Linked DNA regions of Mus musculus: regions 1 and 2 are each linked to region 3. Evidence: chromatin contacts called from public ChIA-PET and promoter capture Hi-C data. All regions are on one chromosome and are shown on one strand. The core of a region is the stretch at or near the end of the contact, and the rest is flanking DNA. Distances in the headings are between cores, read along the strand shown.

Region 1 (2,700 bases), core at 7-2,506, 160 kb before region 3:
GAGGAAGGCTAGAAAGGTAGGGAAGGGAGAGCAGGCTGGTGGCTGAAGAGTCACACAGACACTGAAGCTGAGCCTGGTGGCACACACCTGTAATCCCAGCATTTGGTTGAACACAAGAGACAAGGGATTGTTTCTGATTCTACAGTGAGAGTGGTAGTGTGAGGCCTTGCCTAAAAACAAAACATCGAAACGAAAGGAGGAGATGAAAAAAACAGGGGTGTAGGGAGTAAAAGTGAGAAAGTGGGTGGTGTGGCTACCTTGTCCCTCAAAGTACCTGTTGTGACCTGCTAGAAGTACCACAGGATGGTGGGAAAGAAAGTTCAAGGACAAAGAAGTCCCTGTGTGGGGCTTGGGAGGAATCCAAGGAGAAGGAAGTCTTCAGAGCATAGCCTGCCTTACATTCTAGCATTGTCCCCAGTATATCCAGTCTGGTGACTGGTTTAATCTCCCTGCAGACACCAGGTGTCGGGGGCATCACCAGATGCTTGTTTCTGCCGGCTGTGCAATTTATCCATGTAATTCCTCCCACACCATCCCTGCCATAACTTTTTCATGACTTCCTTCTTCAAACCACTGAAGACCGGGTGGTGTGGAACTATGGAGAGCCAAGGTGCCAAGTCACTGAAGGAAAGAAAGAGAATTCTAGCAGCTTCCCTGTAGCCCAGATGTGAGCTTCCTGACTTAAACTAGGTCCATGTTCTGTTACTCAACCCCCTCCCTGTAGACCCTGAGTACTCACCATCTGCCAGTATGGTCCCCAGATAGCTCAGCAGAATGAAAAGGCTCAGAATCAGGCAATGGTTGCTCTTGCTGGTGGCTCCCTTTGCCATGGTCTTCCCTCAGACCCTGCTTGCCTATGGTGTGACTGGAGCTGCAGAGAGAATGGGGGATTCCACAGTACCAACCCCCCCCCCCCACACACACACACACACACTCCCAGCAGGCAGAGGACACTGCTCAGAGAATTCTGAAGAAAATCCAGGCTGTGGATTAGGCTGTGAACTATATGTATGTTTGCTCCATCTTTTCCTATTGGTCTCAGGGAATCTCTCTAGGAACCTGATGCTCTGATCATCCCTTCCAGGGACCAAGGCCCATGTCACTCCAGGGTTTCTGGGGGTGGTGACTGTTTTGTAGGGCTCCCACACCCCACCGTCCCTTCATCTCACTCACCAGCAGCTGGGCCTTTAGAGTCCCTTGGGAACAGAGTAAAGAAACAGAGGATGAAGTGGGTGCCTTCACCTTGATTTGCTGAGGCCTGCAACCAGAGAGTGAGAGAAATTTATACCAGGCCAGTCCCCATCCGGTGCCAGGCCCCATGCACAGCGTCACTTCTGGGAGGTCCTCACTTAGCATGAGCTCATCAAAGTAGGTGGCCCTGAATATTGCCTGTAGGAGTTTCCCCTAGCTTGAGACACGCCCTGTTTCCCTCAGTCCTTCAGACTCCTCTCCCTCACTTCCTCTTTTCTTCTCCATCTCAGACTCTTTCTTTGCCCCTCCAAGTCCCTTCTTCATCACCCCCTGGCACAGACTCACGGATTCTTTCCTGCCCCATTGCTTGCCACTCTTGCCCTCCCCTCATAGGCAGGCTCCCTTCACAGCCCCATTTCCTTCCTTCTAGTCTCTCTTGAAGACAATTACTCGCTTGTCGGGAAGGAAGATTGAGGTTTTCCCCTTAGCTCTGTGACACTAGAACCATAGACCTTGTAGAAAGTTCTGCAATCAAAAACTTTTTTGCACTTAAATTGTCTTCTGGGGCCTGAAGAGATACTCAGAGGTTGAGAGGACCTGCAACTCCTTTCAGGTACCCAGATCAGATTCCCAATGCACCTACAACAGCGCCCACCCTCAGGTTTTCTTCTCTTTTGTTTGGTTTCTCTGTGTAGCCCTGGCTGTTCTGGGACTTGCTCTGTAGATCAGGCTGGCCAAGAAACCAGAGATTCACTGCCTGTGTCGCTAGAGTGCTGGGGTTCAAAGTATGTGCCACAATGCCTGGGTAATAATAACTGTCTGTAACTGTAGCTCCAGGGAATTAGATTCAGGCTTCTGGTTGTCATGGGCACTGCACAAACATGATGTAGTCATACACAGGAAAAACACTCATGTACATCAGTCAAAAATGAAGGAAATTTTTCTTTCTGTTGCAGAACAGTCTTCTGCCGGAGAAACGTACAAATCCTTGACAGAACATGTGTGAATCAGGCCTTTTTAGTGTGCTTTTGGCTGTGAACTGTATGTTTGTTAAGGGGTGTGTGTGTGTGTGTGTGTGTGTGTGTGTGTGTGTGTGTGTGAGAGAGAGAGAGAGAGAGAGAGAGAGAGAGAGAGAGAGAGAGAGAGAGAGAGAGAAATGTGCCTGTCTGTCTGTCTGTCTGTCTGTCTGTCTGTCTGTCTATCTGTAGTGGGGTGTTGGATGTGTAAATATATAGGACAGAGATTAACTCTGGGTGAAGATTCACTGGTGCCATCCAACTGTGGGTAATTCCAGGTAAAGAACTTGGGATGCTCAGTGCTTGCCTGTGTGGGATGAGCCACAGCTAATGACAGCCTCTGTTGAGTCTGACAGACCCCCTATGTAGTCCCCACACATTGGCTTGGGGACTTCCTGCAGGGAACTCAGAGCAGCTGTCCCTCTTGCATGCTGAGGCTGATCTACCTGACTGAGGTGAGCATGTCTCTCCTATGGAAACACTCTGATGAAGC
Region 2 (2,700 bases), core at 120-2,619, 210 kb before region 3:
GACAAATACCATGGGAAAGTGAGAAGAAAGGTCAATTGCAAAGAGTTTCGTGAATGGCAGAAGGCTTGTGAGGAATCCCTTGGGAAGGCAGTCTCTAGCACAGCCTGCCTTAGGTCCAAGACTGTCTCCTGGTCTTGCACTGCTCCCAACACACCCAATCCTAGTCACTGGGTTTTAGGCTTCCTATAGACCCAGATGATTCTGAGGGCATCACCAGGTACACCCTCCTGCCCTGTTGGTTCTTCATTCCTGCCCCTCCCCCACACTGTAACTTTTCCCTTATCTCTTCAATCCACTGAAGCCTGGGTCATGGAAAGCCAGAGTTCCCAGTTGCTGTGGTGCTGGACTGAAGAGTGGGAAACCCTGGAGTTTTTGGTACCCCAGGCCTGGGAACTGACTTAAGCCAGTTTCCTGTTCCTTGCAGCAACCCTGGACCATATAGGCCCAGGGAACTCACCATCTAGCCCGTTGGTGTATCCATAGCTCAGTAGAATTAACAGCTTCTGAATCATAAAATGATGGCGCTTGGTCACTGCTGCCTTGGCCATGGTTTCTTCTGACAGATGTGACTGTGGCTGCAGGGAGAATGGGGAAGTTAGCATGCCCCTGCTGTAGCCCCAGTGCAGACTAAAGCAAGAGTTCCAGGCACCTGGCTGTGAATTAGGGCCTTCTCTGCTCTGACCCTGCATCTCCCCAATCCACTTTTCCTTAAATTTCTTAGGGGATCACTCCTGTGCCTTGTGGCTTGGAAACTCCCTCTCTGCAAATCTTGGCCCCTCTCACACTGGGTCAAACTGAGGTTGCAGCTAGGAACCTGACTACTAACCAACTAAAAATCCTGAGGACAGAGTTGTACTAGGCTCCCGTGCCCCACCCGCGGTCCCTTCTTCATCTCACTCACCAACAGCTGGGCCCTCAGGGACTATTGGCAATAGTGTCAGGAAAGGTGAAGAAAGAAAAAAGTTGGTGTCTTGAACTGCAGCCTCTGAAATCTGCAACAAGAGTTGAAACATTTATGCGGGGCCACACCCACAGCCTTGAGTACCTAGAGGAGTTAACAAATCTTTGCTCTAGCCACTTCCCCTGATTCTTCTCTAGTTTCAAGTCAGTCTCCTCTGGACCATCCTTCTAGGATGGCCTGGGATCCCCAGGCAGCTGTTCCTCACTTCCCTCTGTGCTTCCCGTCTCTGTCTCATTTCTCCTCCCTCAGAGAAATTTTGTCCCTTCCCTATCACCCTCTCACGTCTTTTGTACCCTCAAATATTTGTTGTCCCACTGCTTTCCCACCCCCAACTCTCCTTAGTCCCTTCTCCCCATCCCGTTACCCTCACCCTCCGCAATAGCTCTGCTCACCGCCACCCCTCTTCCCTCCAAACCCTCCCGCTTCCTCCCAACCCCGCCCCTTCCGTCTAACCCCACCCCCTCTTCCCCCTCGCGCCAGCGAATGCTGGTGCTTTTCTGTTTAGCTCTGTCCTAGGGGAATCTAAGACCTCGTGAAAAGTTCTGCAGTCGCAGTTTTCTTCCAATTAGAAGCTTCTTCTGGGGCCTGAAAAGATGCTCAGAGGTTAAGAGCACACACTGCCCTTTTGGGACCCAGGTTGGATTTCCTGCACTCACCGAGCAGCTCACAACCTTCTGTGACTGCTGCTCCAGGGGATTCCAGGCAGGTTTCTGACCTCTGCACACACTGCATACACATGGTGTAGAAACACAGAGAAAAAAAAACTCATGCAATGGAGATAAAAATAACTGAATCTTTTTCTTTCTGTTGTAGAACAGGCTTCTGCATAGGGAAAGTCCAGGTCCCTGGCAGATCATGTGGGAGTCACTTTTTTTTTCCCCAGTCTGTTTTACAGCTGCACTGTATATTTGCAAAGGTGTGTGTGTGTGTGTGTGTGTGTGTGTGTGTGTGTGTGTGCTTACAGGGCAGAGATTAACCGTGTGTGTGTGTGTGTGTGTGTGTGTGTGTGTGTGTGTGTGTGCGTGTGTGTGTATCCACAGGTTCCATGCATGTTGCTTTAAGACACAGGGTCATTTACTAGCCCCAGCTGTCTGTGTTGGTAACCATGTCAGAGACCCAGATCTGAAACCCACATGTCCTAGAACTCCCTCTGGAGGCATTTCCAAAGAGGTGTCTTTTCTCTTAGGAGTTCCTCTTTTCTGACTTTCCAAATCCTTTGTCCACAGCTATACCATCAGCCCCATGCATTTATCCACTAATGTTACATCAGGCCCTTGGAAGCAAATTTGTGAATCTGTTCTCATTTGTGTGTGTGTATGGGGGTGTGTGGGTATGAGTGTGTGGTGGATTATTAGATAAGTACATATACAAGACAGAGGTGACATTTTGGTGAAGATTCACTGGTGCCATCTAACTTGTGGGTTATTCCAGGTAAAGATGCTCAGAGCTTGCCTGTGTGGGATGAGCCACAGCTAATGACTGCCTCTGTTGAGTCTGATAGACCCCCTATGTAGTCCCCACACATTGGCTTGGGGACTTCCTGCAGGGAACTCAGAGCAGCTGTCCCTCCTCCATGCTGAGGCTGATCTACCTGACTGAGGTGAGCATGTCTCTCCTATGGAAACACTCTGATGAAGCACAGTCACTCACCTTCTCTGTCCTTTGAGCTTCTTGCTAGAGTGCTCCCAGCTGTGTTCAAGTAGTTGCTTATGTGCCATTTGGTCTGTGGGTCCAGCTGT
Region 3 (2,700 bases), core at 101-2,600:
AGAGAGCTGAGACAGAAAGCAGAAGGAGGCGGCTGCAGCCTTTGTAGTCGCGGAGGAGTGCAGAAAGGTTGAAGCACTATGTCAAACTTTTTTGAAATGGGGTCAAGTCACATTTAGCCAGCGTGGTAAAGCAACAACAACAACAACAAAAGTGGAGGAGGAGAGGGGGCTAGGGACCGCCGCTCCGGTCTGGGTGTGCGTGTGCTGCCCCCTCCGGGAGCCTGGGCTGGACAGGGGCGCCAAGGCCATTGCTCCCGCTACCTATGTGGCCCTCGACCCCCGGGAGAGGCCTGGAGGGTCCTTTATGCAGCTTTTTAGGAAAGCTTTCAAAGGAGCCTGGGGTGTCCCTGCCTTGTCCAGGTGGTGCTATGCTCGCACCCAGTGGGGGTCGCGCCATGTGTTCTTTAATTCCAGGCGGAAGAGCGAGCGGGGGAGGAGGGGTGCGGGGCAGGTAAACGCATGGGGACCTTTCCGGATACGCGGCTGTAGTGGAACAAGGTCCAGACCAGACTAAGGCCGCGGTGGGACGGGAAGGCTCACTCGGTCTTCCCTAAACAACAGAACGGGGATGGGACGCCCGACCGCGCCTGGGACCTAGCCTCCAGCCTTTGGAGAACAGAGCGACTGTCTTGGCTACCAACATTCAGCCGCCAAGGATACCGGGCGGGGGTTCTGAAGTCGCGATACAAGGGAGACCTAACCCTTCTCACACCCGGGAGACCTACGTTTACTGCCCCCACCCCCACCGTCGTAAGGGCGGTTGCTTTTGCACGGGTTGAAAACTTAAGGACCAGTCCCGGTTAGCTAGCAAAGTCCCGAAGTTACTTTTCAGGACAGGACAAGCAAAAGTGTGACGGACCTGCCTTTCCCATACCCTTGCGATCTTTGTGTGTGTGTGTGTGTGTGTGTGTGTGTGCACGCGCGCGCGCGGGAAAGGGAGCAGGACACTTCTCCCCTTCCAGGGCCCCTTGCTCTCCCACCTCTAGTAGCCCCAGCCCTCCCCTACCAGATGGTCTGTCCTCCCTGAGTTTCCACAAGGGAGGTCCTCGGCGATTCGGAGGCAGAATTTCGTCTCCCGCTAAGCTTGCCATACCCCAAAGACCGTTTGTGAGAGCGAGTCTCTTTCAAATGTCTCCCTGTAGAAAAACTGAAAGTAGAAAGGAAGCAATCTCCGAGCAGATGTCTGACCACCCCTACTCGCATACTCGCAGCATTGGGTTACAGGGTCCTAGGAGCCCCAACCCCGCTCTGCGACCCCACATGGGTGAACCCCCGGTGCTTTCACGCCAGTTCCGAACTCCCCCAGGTCGCCCCGTACTCCGCGCGACGAGTCAGGGAGGGCAGCTGAGAACAACGATATAGGTATAAATATTGAGCCGTGACACTGATGCGCCCGGCGCCCCCCTCCCCCGCACTCCGGGCACACTCTGGGCTGCTCCGCACGCCCCCTCTTGTCCCGCTGCGTCCCGCTCGGCGCTCATCCCCAAGGGGCCCCAGCAACCTCTTCCTTTCAAAGACAGCACGAGCCGTGCTGGGGAAGAAAAGTAACTTGGTTTTTCTCCGAGAAACCTGGCCGGATTAGGCAGCCAGGGCGAGTAGAGGGGAGAATGAGGGGAGCTGGTGGAACCCGATGGAAGTCTCCCGGGCAGTCTGATCACACTTTCTCCTTGTCCTCCGGTCTCCTCCTCCTAGGTGCAGAGATTGTGGGCAGACTACGTAATCGCTGCGGAGGGGGAAGAGGAGGGATCTCCGGCGGCGGCGGCAGGGCGCGGAGACTCAGCTGGGCGGAGTTTCGCGGCTGCGCCCGGCTTGCGCCCGCGGGCGAGAAGGTCGGTCCGTCTAGCCCGGGGGCCCCCGAGGCGTGTAAGTCAGAGAGTACGCACCCCGGTTCCTCTGTGCCGCACCGACAGCCTGCAGCCAGCAAGGAGAAGGACAGCCTGGGTGGCGCCGATCAGAGTACGAGTGCTTGGCAGAGATCGGCGAAGGCCCCCGACCTGAAGAATGGCGGCCGCTTCCTGATTCCGAAGCGCCAGCGAGTACAGACCAGTGAGGAGGACTTGCGGCTCTCCACCGTCCGTGAGGTGGCGGTGCTGAGGCACCTGGAGACCTTAGAGCAACCCTACGTGGTCAGGTGAGCCTGGAGCCCTGGCTATGGGGTCCGGGAATGTGCTGGGCAAGGGGCGGCTGGTTGCCCAACTAAAGTTAAGAGTTGAGTTTCCTCAGATAAAACCGGTGACCCTGCTAGACAGGCAGAAAAAGAGACCTGCGGTGGCTCCCCTCCCCCTCCCACACCGCTCTGCGTGCCCCAAGGGGTCTGGGGGCTTTGGGTGTCTTTTAGGGACAAAACCAGACAACCCCAAGCCCTCTAGGACTCAGTCTACAGAATCTTCCTGGGCTGGGTGTTAGTTTTGTTTTTTGGTTTTTTTTTTTTTTCTGTTTGTTTGTCTTTTGGTTTTTTGGGGTTTTTTTTTTTTTTTTTGGTTTTTTGTTTGTTTGTTTGTTTGTTGTTGTTTTTCGAGACAGGGTTTCTCTGTGTATCCCTGGCTGTCCTGGAACTTACTCTGTAGACCAGGCTGGCCTAGAATTCAGAAATCCGCCTGCCTCTGCCTACCAAGTGCTGGGATTAAAGGCGTGCGCCACCACGCCCGGCTCCAATATAGTTAGACTTATAAGTACATTTTTACTTTTTTTTACTACATT

The links. ChIA-PET counts read pairs in DNA pulled down with a chosen protein or histone mark. Capture Hi-C pulls out chosen DNA fragments and counts their contacts.
Region 1: an RNA polymerase II ChIA-PET map of memory CD8 T cells shows a contact between it and region 3, with 82 read pairs. The contact joins the promoter of C920009B18Rik here to the promoter of E030030I06Rik in region 3. A contact is called at or near these places in 1 of 484 Hi-C or Micro-C datasets (nephron progenitors), 12 of 115 datasets of contacts at active chromatin or transcription factors (the 230-238 cell line, CD8 T cells, the HPC-7 cell line and 8 more) and 3 of 9 other capture datasets (adipose tissue, liver and macrophages).
Region 2: a promoter capture Hi-C map of adipose tissue shows a contact between it and region 3. The contact joins the promoter of Raet1d here to the promoter of E030030I06Rik in region 3. A contact is called at or near these places in 1 of 39 promoter capture datasets (embryonic stem cells), 1 of 15 datasets of contacts at CTCF or cohesin (the NIH/3T3 cell line), 9 of 115 datasets of contacts at active chromatin or transcription factors (the 230-238 cell line, bone marrow-derived dendritic cells, embryonic basal ganglia and 4 more) and 6 of 9 other capture datasets (adipose tissue, embryonic stem cells, embryonic tail and 3 more).

The regions. Positions count from the first base shown.
Region 1 is chr10:22,305,338-22,308,037 of GRCm38.p6, reverse strand. It overlaps C920009B18Rik (RIKEN cDNA C920009B18 gene), which reads right to left and starts at 1,256. Exons shown (of 3, transcript NR_015465.3): 1 at 1,174-1,256; 2 at 740-871. It overlaps Gm26740 (a long non-coding RNA gene), which reads left to right and starts at 1,656. Exons shown (of 8, transcript XR_003948845.1): 1 at 1,656-1,804.
Region 2 is chr10:22,360,563-22,363,262 of GRCm38.p6, reverse strand. Raet1d (retinoic acid early transcript delta) reads right to left here and starts at 1,369. Exons shown (of 7, transcript NM_020030.2): 1 at 1,354-1,369; 2 at 902-992; 3 at 458-575. The coding sequence starts at 548.
Region 3 is chr10:22,147,920-22,150,619 of GRCm38.p6, reverse strand. It overlaps E030030I06Rik (RIKEN cDNA E030030I06 gene), which reads left to right and starts at 1,350. Exons shown (of 2, transcript NM_001254745.1): 1 at 1,350-2,131. The coding sequence starts at 1,608.